Linked DNA regions of Mus musculus: all the other regions are linked to region 2. The links are chromatin contacts, called in public HiChIP or PLAC-seq and promoter capture Hi-C maps. All regions are on one chromosome and are shown on one strand. The core of a region is the stretch at or near the end of the contact, and the rest is flanking DNA. Distances in the headings are between cores, read along the strand shown. Region 1 overlaps Rngtt (RNA guanylyltransferase and 5'-phosphatase). Region 2 holds the start of Rars2 (arginyl-tRNA synthetase 2, mitochondrial). Region 3 overlaps Rngtt (RNA guanylyltransferase and 5'-phosphatase).

Region 1 (3,554 bases), core at 924-3,423, 1.2 Mb after region 2:
GACAATAAGAAGATTGAAGACGTACTATGTTCACTGTGGATGTCAAGGCCAATTAGCACAGATCAAACAAGCTATGAAGAAAGTCTGTGATTCTGATGTGGCCAAAGTCAGTACCTTGATAAAACCTAATGGAGAAAAGAAGGTGTATGTTCAGTTGGCTCCTGATTATGATGCTCTGGGTGTTGCCAACAAAATTGGGATCATCTAAACTGAGTCTAGCTGGCTAATTCTAAATATACATTTTTCATCATTACAAAATAATGTTGATATTAAGATTAATTACCCTCTATTAAAAGTAGGCATATCCTGTTCAAGCTAAGTAAAAAAAACTGGTTTTTTTCAAAGTACAAAACTACATCATGTATGCAGACAGAAAGAAATTTAAGTACAACTTTCAAATAAGTAGCAGAAACTCCCAAGGCAAGAAACAATAAAAAACTCCCACCACCAAACTGAACATACTGCAAGAACTAAAGTTATGTTTTAATTACTGTGCTTAAGAGACCTATGAAACAAAAATGCCTCTAACCTGTAAACCCCATCCATTTGCCCCAGAACAGGTTAACTTCCTGGGCTGTTCATGAAAAATAACAAGCCACTAAGGTAGGTTGCCTCAACTGCACAGGACGTACTTGATCACAAGTAGGCGGGAGGCAAACAGGCGGGAAGTTAGGAAGAAGTAGTAGGTACAGTTTGTCCCTGCTTGGACAAAAGCAAAAAGCACATAGTCTTGTGGATACTGCCTTTATTAGCACGGGTCGAAGGTAACACACAGCCACTCTCGGAGAATCCTGGTATGGATCTGGCTAAGTGTTCATCAGGACAGTATTTTTAAATAAAACATGCTTCAAATCTTGTTCAAGATCTGTGGTAGTGGTCTTATTTTCACCCAATGGAATTAACGTTTTTCTGGAGGTTTCCAATGAGTTCAGACCACCACCTATGCAAACTCAAAAGCAGGATCTTCACTACAAACTATAGTGCTGAAGGGGCCTCAGGAGGTGCAGTCTTCCGATGTTCCACTGCTCCTCACAGTGCTTTTGTTACCCTGCAGAGTAAACTGCAGTGCTGAGAAAAGTGGCCGCCATCTACAGAGGCCTCCCCAAGTAAGTCACAGTCTGGTTATGTGCTGTGGGATCTCAGTCTGGGATGTAGACGGGTTTGACAGGACCCAAATACACTCTGGCTCAGGTCAAAGAGCAAGATGTCACCTGCCTGGTTCTAGCTGTTTGGAAAGCTTTGTCTGTGTGTGTGTTTTCTGGTCTGTCTGTAAGTTTTATTGCAAATGTGGTAGCCAAGATGAATATGGGTCAGTTGAATGTATGAATGATGTTAGCTACATGTTTTGTGTCTGACTGGTCTCCTTTGAGTACGTGGACTTTTCTGTGTTATGTACTATTGCTTTGTTTTTGCTATCTCTGCTGCCACCAGCCACCAACACTAAAGCCACTTGCCATGGCTACTTTGATAGCCAGGGCTAAAAATTTATCTCTGGGCTTTCTGGTCCCTGGATTCAGGTTACCAGGACTCTAATGTCTTTTGTGTGTGGGTAATATTAAAGTTGTTCTATGCTGTTCTACTTTATTGAAAAGCTAGCTCTGGAGTTGGACTTTGGCCCTCTCTTCTCTATACCCAATCATGCTTATTTAAAAGCATTTTCTTCTATGTTCTGTGTCAGGCAAGCCACCTAATTCTGTGATGGGGAAAAGAGAACAAAGAAAAATGCCAAAAATTGGACTACTGGTTTCATTTACTGCCTAATACCTTTGCTAAGATATAAACCTTATCTCAAGATTTGTAAGACTATCATGGAAACTTTCTGTACCTCAAGATTTGAAAGTTTACTGAGTATGGCTAAAATTGCAGCAAAAAATTTAACTTAAAACTTGTAACACAGGGTGCTTGTTGAAAGTTTAAAATCTATACTTAGATATCTTTTTTGTTTTTTGTTTTCGAGACAGGGTTTCTCTGTGTAGCCCTGGCTGTCCTGGAACTCACTCTGTAGACCAGGCTGGCCTTGAACTCAGAAATCCGCCTGCCTCTGCTGGGATTAAAGGTGTGCGCCACCACACCCGGCTCTATATTTAGATATCTTAAAGGAACCGTGTGTTGTAGTGACACCATTTTGGGATATAAGCAACATGTGGCTTGCCTTATCTGCTGTCCCCAGTCAGGACAGAAGCAGCCACATAGCTGGCAGCATCTTTGCTAGAGCTGGAGAGGGTGAATGTCAGGAGACTTCACCACCGTCTTGATGGAAAGGTATCCGCATGATAGACAACAACCAAGGACGACTCCAAGATATTTTCAACTAGTATAGAGTTTCATATGATAATTTCTGTCCTGAAAACAAAGTCATAAAAAATGAGGTTTATGAGAGATAACATTTAAAACAGTTCCTTCTTTAATAAGGTATTAAAGCTGCATCTCCATGCATTTATATACAAGAAAATACCTTGTGCTGGTAGCCTAATGTTATAATGTAGAGTCATCCAGGTAGTTCTGGTTTTAAAGTCATAAAGGGGTCAGTCATGAAGAGCAGCTGAGAGTTCGCATTGTGTGGCAGGGCTGAAGTTACTAAAAAGAGCCCAGGAGAGGGATTCCAGCAGTTTTGGGAATGCTTGTGCCAAGTGATGGCCCCCAGAAACAATAGCCATAATAAAATGGAGCCAGATGGAGCACAGAAGACAGGCTATAAGCACTGCCAGGCTGGGGCCGGAGAGGTGACCTCAGCCTCTTGGGGAGGCCCTGAGACTATGAATGAATACCAGACACTGAGCACTGAATTGTTTGCACTGCTTAAATTTTCGTTTTTGCCTTACTGTGGTTCTACTCTGTTTCTTACCACTTAAAGTAAAATAGGGTACTTTAAAAAGGGTACTTTATTTTTGATATTGCAGGAGCCTACAGTTTAGAATTTAAACTTCTTTAAAAGGAAATATAAATTTAAAAAACTGGATTTTTTTAAAGATCAGCTTTTAAAATATTTAAATTTTTAAGGCTATGGGACATTTATAAAATGTTTTCTGCTATGATGTCCTTATTAATATGTAATCTTAAAATAAATACATAAATGGCTACTGTTGTGGCAACTGCTATAAGCACCAAACACCAGAAACTAGGATATTCCTATTCTATGATGCAGCAAGATAATGACCTAAGCAGTCTGGCAAAGAGCCCATAGAATGTCTCTTCTTACCTAAAGTCTATCCAGGCTAGCGGAAACTGATTTGCAGATGTAGGTCTAACCACCTTGTCTTCGATAACCTTGTTAATAAGCTTTAGATAGTGTGATAAACTGAGTCATAAAAGAAACTATAATATTCTAAAATGGTATACACTAAAAAAGCACCAAGAAAGAAGTTACCAGTTTCCTTATGGACTGTGTGATTTAAAGATTTATTTTTATACTAAAAGAGGTTCAATTCAGAAAATATTCTCTTATAAGGTTCAAACTCAGTGGAGATAAAACTGTAAATTCCTAATCTTATAAAAATGTACTAATTGTTATAAACTGTTAAAAATGGTTAAGACATGGACGCTAACAGTCAGAA
Region 2 (3,667 bases), core at 375-2,874:
TGTTGCTGGTCCAGTCAGTCAAAGTTGGCCGCAGCATCTGCTATCCTTTCTTCCCTCTGAGTGGAGAGCCGGAGATCCGTGTGGACAGTGGTTATGACAGGTGTTAATTTCCTGCCATGGTAAAACTAAAAGCTGGTCACATAAACACAAGAACAAAGAAAGCAGAGGCTAACTTAACTAATGGCTTACAGAGCCTGCCAAGAGCTTAAGAGCATTAACACCTGCAAGGTCTAAGGACAGACCTTGCCTTCTTGGGATAAAGGTCAGCAGAGAGTCGTGGTTAACAGCTAGAAAGGACGAGTAAAGATAGAGAAGGGTCTTTAAAGCATGGCCGCTTCCTTAATTGAGCAAGCTGTGCATAAAAGCCTGCGATCATCTCTTTGGTGAGCCAATGGGGCGTGCACAGCCAATGGAGAAAACCTGAGACACCGGCACCCTTCCCCACCCTCATCCAGCCACAGGCTCCCCAACTCTGGATTTCCCGTCCCTCATTCCGGAGGATAGGCCTGCCTTAATAAAAACAGTTTCACTCTGCCTCTGTCTTCTTTCTCTCTTGCATTTTGTCTTTCCCAGACAGTCAGTTGTTTTTTGCTTGTACCATGCAATGAACTCAGCTAACAGCAGAATTGCCATTACACCTGCAGCTCCCTGGCTAACCAACCTAGCTAAACGGGTAAACTCCAGGTTCGGGGAGAAAATCTGCCTTAGGGGAGAGGGGGGAAAGGTGGACAGTGACTGGAGGAAACACAGGCAACCTGTGGCCTGTCCTCATGAAGGAACATACAAACACAGACACACAGATAACACATTAAAGTCATCTCTGTAGGCTGGAGCTTAATTCCCACAGAACTACCTAAGAAGTATATGCACCATCTTTCAGAATTGTCTAAAACAACCCAGCCACAGCGGGCCTAAGTCTGTGCTAGCACTAGCAAACTCCAGGCAGGATAGGCTGCGCTAAACACGCGAGGAGTACAGGTCAAGTGTCTTTCTCCACCTTATTTGAGGCAGACTCTCACCGAACCAGAGGCTGGAGCCACCGGTTTCTGTTTCCACCTCTCAGAAGTGTGGTTTCAGACTTCCTTAGCTATGCAGGTTTTTCAACCTAGGTTCTGGAAATTCAAACGCAGGCACAGATGCTTGTATAGCAGGCACTTCACCCGCGGAGCCATCTCCGCAGCCCTTAGCATGCCTTTTAAATCATCTATTTTATCCAATGGTCTCCAAGTCCGGATTTAGAGCTTTTCCTCGGGAGAGCATCGCCTACAGGTTTAGTAAGCTACAAAATTTCTTATTCGAGATATATCCTACCAGGTTATTCATGAGAGCAAATAAAGGGCATAAACGAAGGAGGAACATTAATTTCTACAGGGTCTAATCATGGCCTCTGGACAGTCCGCCCAGGTTAAAGCATTAAGAACGGGAAATGAGAAGACAGTGAGCACTCAGGGCTCTCGAGGATCTTCCCACTCCGCAGCGCAAGGAGGAGGCAGGGTCGGCCTAGGCTGCACCCTCCGGCCCTGGCTCCCGCTGGCTCGCCGCTCTGGACTGTACCTGACAGGCGATCGACCTACGAAAGCCACACGCCATGCCTCCCTTTCCCGCACGCCCCGCCTCCGCGCCGGAAGTCGCCTCTGCTTCCGCCAGGGCGCGCGGAAGTGTGGAGTGCGCATGCACACGGGGCCGCGGACTATGGCCACCTCCTCCGTGTCTAAGGTACGTGGGGGTGGCGCTCGCCTCAGATTCGCGGTGCCTGTTTGGCAAGTCCGACGAGGTTTGATGGGCATCAGCTCTGGCTCCGCGGAGAACAGGACTCGGGCGGCTTTGCCCAGGTCCGGGTTCGAGGCAAGCTTTGCTCTGGGCAACTAGGCCATGGCGCCAAGGCTAGGAGAGCGGCTGCCCCCAGAATGTGCTGCGTCCTGCCGCTTCCCCCACTCTTCCCCCTCCATAAATTCACACTGTGCTTTAAGTTACCGAGATGCAGATGGAGGCAAAAATAGATTTCTGTTCCCAGAAATACTCATAAGCAGCTGATCTTGAATTGGCTCATTAGCAAGGAGAAAAGTTCTAAGAGAGGAGGGACGAACCAAGGTTTCTGGGAGACCGAGGAAATTCTTGGAGAAAGTGACAGTTTGGCTAAGGTCTGAAAAATAAGAATCTTGGCAAAATATAAAGCATTAGTTTGGGAGAGCAGAATAAGATGGTCTTTGCCTTAGAATGTAGAAATAAAAGAGCGTATTAAGTAAAAAGAGCAGTTTAACCCGTGAGTGGAGAGAGGAGCATTAGGAAAAACCAGAATAAAAATGTAATTCAGATGAGTGTTTTGAGGGGTTGTGGACTACTCGATGGCAAAGGAGTGCTAGTCAAATTGTAGTTTGTAAGAGGAGAAATCCTAGGCTTGTATTGCCCCCTAGGAGCCTGTGGCTACATCTGGAATTAAGATAACTTAAAATTAAGTTTACCATTAGCAACCATATTTCAAGAATATCAAACAGGGCAGCAGATGGAAAAGAAAGGTCTATTGGTCTGTGCTGCTATGCCTTGTAAAGTAAGACTTGACTCCTGTTCTAAGAACAGAAGGACACTCCTGAAGGAAGCTGAAATAACAGACTTCTGAAAGGTTTCGTAATTGGGGCTACAGGGGAACACTGAAGTGGGCTGTCTTCTTTTATAACAGGTCTGTTAGGGGTGATGTTAACATCAGAATCAGGCAGGCAGGCAAGCAGGCAGGCAGGCAGCAACACAGCAGAGCCAGTGAAGGGAACTCTGGCCCACGGGGCAGAGTGAGACCCCTTCAGTGTTTTTACGGGGTGAACCCGCTGGAGGACATTGAAATGCTCTCTGGTTTTGGCGCACAGCCCACTAGGTTGTTGCTGGAGGTAAGCAGCGAATGACTCCTCAGTTTGTGAAGTTTAGGTGATAGATATACACTTTTTCTAACTGGGCATTCCTGAGGGGAGATGGAGCAGGGAAGACAAGGATATAAAGGCAAGTCATTTTAGTCCAAGAAACGCAACTGCCGCTTAAAGAAATTGTCACAGTTCAACAGAAATGGAGACACTTTACACATGGTACGGTTCTGGCTGAGGGTTAAGACATTTGAGAAGTGTGTTAGTGATGAAAGGTAACGGTGCACCAGACATTTAATTTTGATTAAAATGGTCAATGACAAGCAGTACCCCCAAAGACTACATTTCAAAGAGAACAAACACTGTGGTTTAATTAATTTTTTGGAGGCATGTTCTCTCGATGTGCCTTTATCGGTTTGCAACTCTATATGTAGATCAGGCTGAACTTGAACTCTCCTGCCTTCCTGAGCCTGCCAAGTGCTAGGATTAAGGGTGTGCACCACCATACCCAGTTCCTAGTTAAAGACTTTTGTGGTTTTTTTAGCTTTATTCCTATTTTTATTTTTCCTTGGCTACAAAGTTCCAGATGTTTTGAGTGCCCTAACTCCTAATCCTGTTTGTTGCTTAAGACTTCATTGCGTTCTCTTTTCTGGTGGTGAATGTAACAATGTGGACTTTGTGCACACTACACAAAAGCTTTACCACAGCTGCTTCTCCAGCCCTTCCAGAGAAGGAGAATTTTTTTTTTTTTTCAAAAAGCCATCATTTCTATAAAACTTGGAGATGATAGTTTTTTCAGAAAAGCACTTTTCTTTTTG
Region 3 (3,533 bases), core at 887-3,386, 1.1 Mb after region 2:
CAGTACCCACATTTTAAAGAGGTAAACTTAAAATCCAACATTTAAAAAACTCAATATGCTTACAGCTTCAGATTGCTAGTTATGAATCAAATGTAAAGGTATCTATTCACATACAAACAAGGCCTCTATTTCATTAACTTCAATCTGATTTAAACCTTTGGGTATTTCAATCTGTAGACTCCACAGGGTAAGGCTGAATTTATCAGGTATAAATAAAATATTTAGGTCCATGATGTACTGTAGTTCCAAGGAAACAAATGTACCAAATATATACAGGCTGACTATGTCTTCCCTTAAAACACGTGTACCAGTACGAAGCCGCTCGTCTCTTTAATTTCTCTGGTTGAGAAAATGAGACAACAGCATTTTTCTTCCTCTCAGAGGCACGGACTAGGTTGGCCGATGCAGTCTTTTGGGCGGTGGGGGCGGCATGAGCTCCGTGTCAGGGTCCAGGGGATACTTCCGCTTCTGTCCCTGGGCGGCTGCTGCACATCTGTCAATGAATTCAAACAGCATCTCCTTGGTGACAGGGTTCGAGATGCTATTGCACACAGCTGTGGACAAAGGAGGAAAACATGTCAGGTGATTAAGGTGGCTGACTCACTACAGGCTGAGGGTGGTCTGCATGCAGCTCTGTGAAATCATGGCATTTCATGATGGGCAAGCAGGCCTCAGGTACTGTTTTGGTGGTCACTCATTGCTAGAGTATTAATTTTAAGCAAAGACGTTAAGGGGTTTTAACCTAGTACAGCATACTTCATGAAAATCTGTATTTAATTAAAACTTCTATGCAGGAAAGTATACTACAGTTTTTAAGTCATTCTGTCAGAAAGATGGCCATTCTGTGAAATACAACAATAATAGCCAATGCCACTATAGAATAGGAAGTTTTCATGGTAGCTTCCATCCATATTGTTATTTTAATCATTTAGGTGAAGAACATATAATAAAATAGCCTAATAAACAAAACATCTTTTCTTGAGTAATCAAAAAAAAAAAACCAATTTTCTCATTTTATGATATTTTATTTGTTTGTTTTGGGAAAGAGGGAGAAAAGAATGGAATGAACTCATCTTGTCTGAGCATAGATGTTACTTCCAAAAAAGGTCCCTGAATGTGAAACAGTATCTTTTAAAATGAAAGAGTGAACTGGCTGCCTCTCTCCTCTTCCTGCTTCTCAGGATCCTGATCGCCACCAGCAGTGGACACTGGACAAGTGAGCCGCCGCCCACTGCACTGATCTAGCCTTTTATAAACCGCCTCTACTGTCAGTACATCTGAAACATGGAGATGACTCCAAGGCATTCACACCACAGCCAAAGAGCATTCTGAAGGATAGCAGGGCAGTTCTTATGTTTTACAGTTTTCATTTACTTTCTCTCCATTGTTTGTAAAGTTATTTTAGGAGCTAGAAATTACATTTTTCCCTTGCTAATTCTGCTTCTTACCCATCTGGCAAACAATTGTTTTAATAGTTTTGAATAGAACAGAAATTATCATGGCTTTTTTTTTTTTTTAACAATTCATTAAGTTAATCTAGTATGCAACCATCACCCTTCCCTCTTTTGCCCTTTCGGGCACACAGGGCAGCTCTTTAGCAACTAACAAGGTCCAGGCCTGACTACCTAACCCATTATTCAGGACAGCATCAACAGGACATGTGGTCTTTGACGACATAATTTTCTGAACTTACTGTATTGGTCACTCTCATACTCACCCATGGCTGTGTTGTAGGCATTTGGGAAACTTTTGTCTATCCTCTGTCTCATGAAGACCCAGCTATTGTTCTCAAATTTGCATTCTATAATTTTGTTGTCATACTGTTTTAGTTCTTTTGTCACCTGTTTTAAAAGAGAATTGATGAAAATATTTTAAATCATTTGAAAGGCTTTTTGCTTCTACTATGTGACAGACACATTAGGAAATGCCAAAAACACCTCAGTAATTCTTCAAGCGGAGCTCTTTGTCATCTGAAGTGTCTAATCAAGCCTGAAGATATGGTGCACACTCCCAGTACACATGCTCATGTATCTGACACTTCAGAGTTGTGAAAATGGCTGTCAATATATAGCAATTAAAAGAAGCTAAGCAGAAAGCAGCCACTTCTGGGCCAAATGCAAATATGTTACCATGGGGACAATGCCTTCAATCCTGTCTGTGTTTCTGTGGCTTTCAGACAATGAGTTCACTGCTTAGGGTTCACCAACTTTCAGAAAGATCTCATCATGTAGATTCCTATGCCACCCCCACCCCCCATTATCTTTATTATAGGTAAAAAGCTACATAAAAATAAATACTAGGATCGAATCAGTCAGTTTTTAAATCCAAACTTACTCCTCGGGCTATTTTCCCCTTTCATTCTTGCAGAGAGTATAGATTTAGAAAGGAAACTATGCTGACTTTAGCTGGTGTGTTTCTTGGCTTCTTTACCTCAGATGATTGAATATGGATTACAACATACTCTATCAAAGCCACCAAGTATCCATGGTAACTATGGTACGTCTGAGAAGATATTCCATCAGGCTAGGAGGATGGTTTTCATAAAAGGAACCTAAAGCTTATCTCTGCACTTTTCCAATCAAATGCCAGTCATGGTAATATTTGAATTCTGTCTTCATCCTTCAGAACTAACAACACACACTCTCTTACAATATGGTAGATTGTAATCACTAAACTTCATTAGCATTATTTGAAATGCTCTCATTTTCTGCCCACATATTCACTACCACCTAGGAAGATGAAGAGATGCAAATTTTTAGAAGCTGCTTTCAATTTAGATTAGTCAGGGTGTGTCTTCATAAAAACTTTCCAATTGTCTTTCCTCTAGATGAATATTGCATTTGATTGGATGGATCATTTGCATTTTCAACAGGTCTAATAACTGGTCCAAAACCAAGGTCTACAGGCCCAGGCTCTGTAAACTTAACCCCTCTACAGATGCTCTCTGTACTGCCTGCTCTAGTTGATATATATATATATAAAATGTATATATATATATATATACACACACATATATACATATATATGTATACATATATATATTCAGAATATCCATATATATTTATATATATCAGCATGTCCCCAAATTCCTGATTTTTCAGTTTTAATTTTCCATGTACTATGAGATCATAGGTATATGCTATTAAATCTATCTTGAGGCGGGTTGGGGGGGACGCTATTTTGCTAGTTCCTGTGATCTACTTGTCTGTGTCAGTGATCAAGTGTGCTATTTAAAGCACTGGAGCTTTGCAATAGAGGCCAGGGGTGTGAGGCCTGCGACTTTGCTATTTGTCAGCTAAGTGAATTCCTTAAGAGTCCATGTGAATGCTAGCACAGCTTTTTCTACTTCTACAAAAGACACTGTTAGGGTTTTGTTCCGTTTATGCAGGATCTCAAGACTGCTGTTAAGTTCTATGGATATTCTGATAACATTCTCTCCTGAGCCATGACTACTCAAAAGCTTTCCATTTATTTCTATCTTCTTTTATTTCTTTTAACAAGAAACTCTGCTTATGATTTTAAGCAACTTTACA

The links. Promoter capture Hi-C pulls out the DNA fragments that hold promoters and counts their contacts. HiChIP or PLAC-seq counts read pairs in DNA pulled down with a chosen protein or histone mark.
Region 1: a contact with region 2 is called in a promoter capture Hi-C map of cranial neural crest. The contact joins the enhancer-like site here to the promoter of Rars2 in region 2. A contact is called at or near these places in 3 of 39 promoter capture datasets (cranial neural crest, frontonasal cranial neural crest and hippocampal neurons) and 1 of 115 datasets of contacts at active chromatin or transcription factors (embryonic forebrain).
Region 3: a contact with region 2 is called in an H3K4me3 HiChIP or PLAC-seq map of stem cell-derived neural progenitor cells, with 3 times the contacts expected there. The contact joins the enhancer-like site here to the promoter of Rars2 in region 2. A contact is called at or near these places in 3 of 39 promoter capture datasets (embryonic stem cells, hippocampal neurons and liver), 3 of 115 datasets of contacts at active chromatin or transcription factors (acute myeloid leukemia, neural tube and stem cell-derived neural progenitor cells) and 1 of 9 other capture datasets (adipose tissue).

The regions. Positions count from the first base shown.
Region 1 is chr4:33,449,145-33,452,698 of GRCm38.p6, reverse strand. The region is part of intron 14 of Rngtt (RNA guanylyltransferase and 5'-phosphatase); the gene reads right to left. Among named protein-coding and RNA genes, the nearest start is that of Mir8118, 13 kb to the right of the region's middle. Within about 2 kb of position 2,173, at least 12 of the 459 cell types and tissues checked have an H3K27ac peak or open chromatin away from gene starts, as enhancers often do.
Region 2 is chr4:34,612,914-34,616,580 of GRCm38.p6, reverse strand. It overlaps Rars2 (arginyl-tRNA synthetase 2, mitochondrial), which reads right to left and starts at 1,624. Exons shown (of 20, transcript NM_181406.4): 1 at 1,555-1,624. The coding sequence starts at 1,590. Orc3 (origin recognition complex, subunit 3) reads left to right here and starts at 1,639. Exons shown (of 20, transcript NM_015824.4): 1 at 1,639-1,716. The coding sequence starts at 1,672.
Region 3 is chr4:33,497,259-33,500,791 of GRCm38.p6, reverse strand. It overlaps Rngtt (RNA guanylyltransferase and 5'-phosphatase), which reads right to left. Exons shown (of 16, transcript NM_011884.3): 15 at 1,718-1,841; 16 at 1-554. The coding sequence ends at 391. Among named protein-coding and RNA genes, the nearest start is that of Gm52726, 11 kb to the left of the region's middle. Within about 2 kb of position 2,136, at least 22 of the 459 cell types and tissues checked have an H3K27ac peak or open chromatin away from gene starts, as enhancers often do. A contact at or near this core is called in stem cell-derived neural progenitor cells, where this site is marked.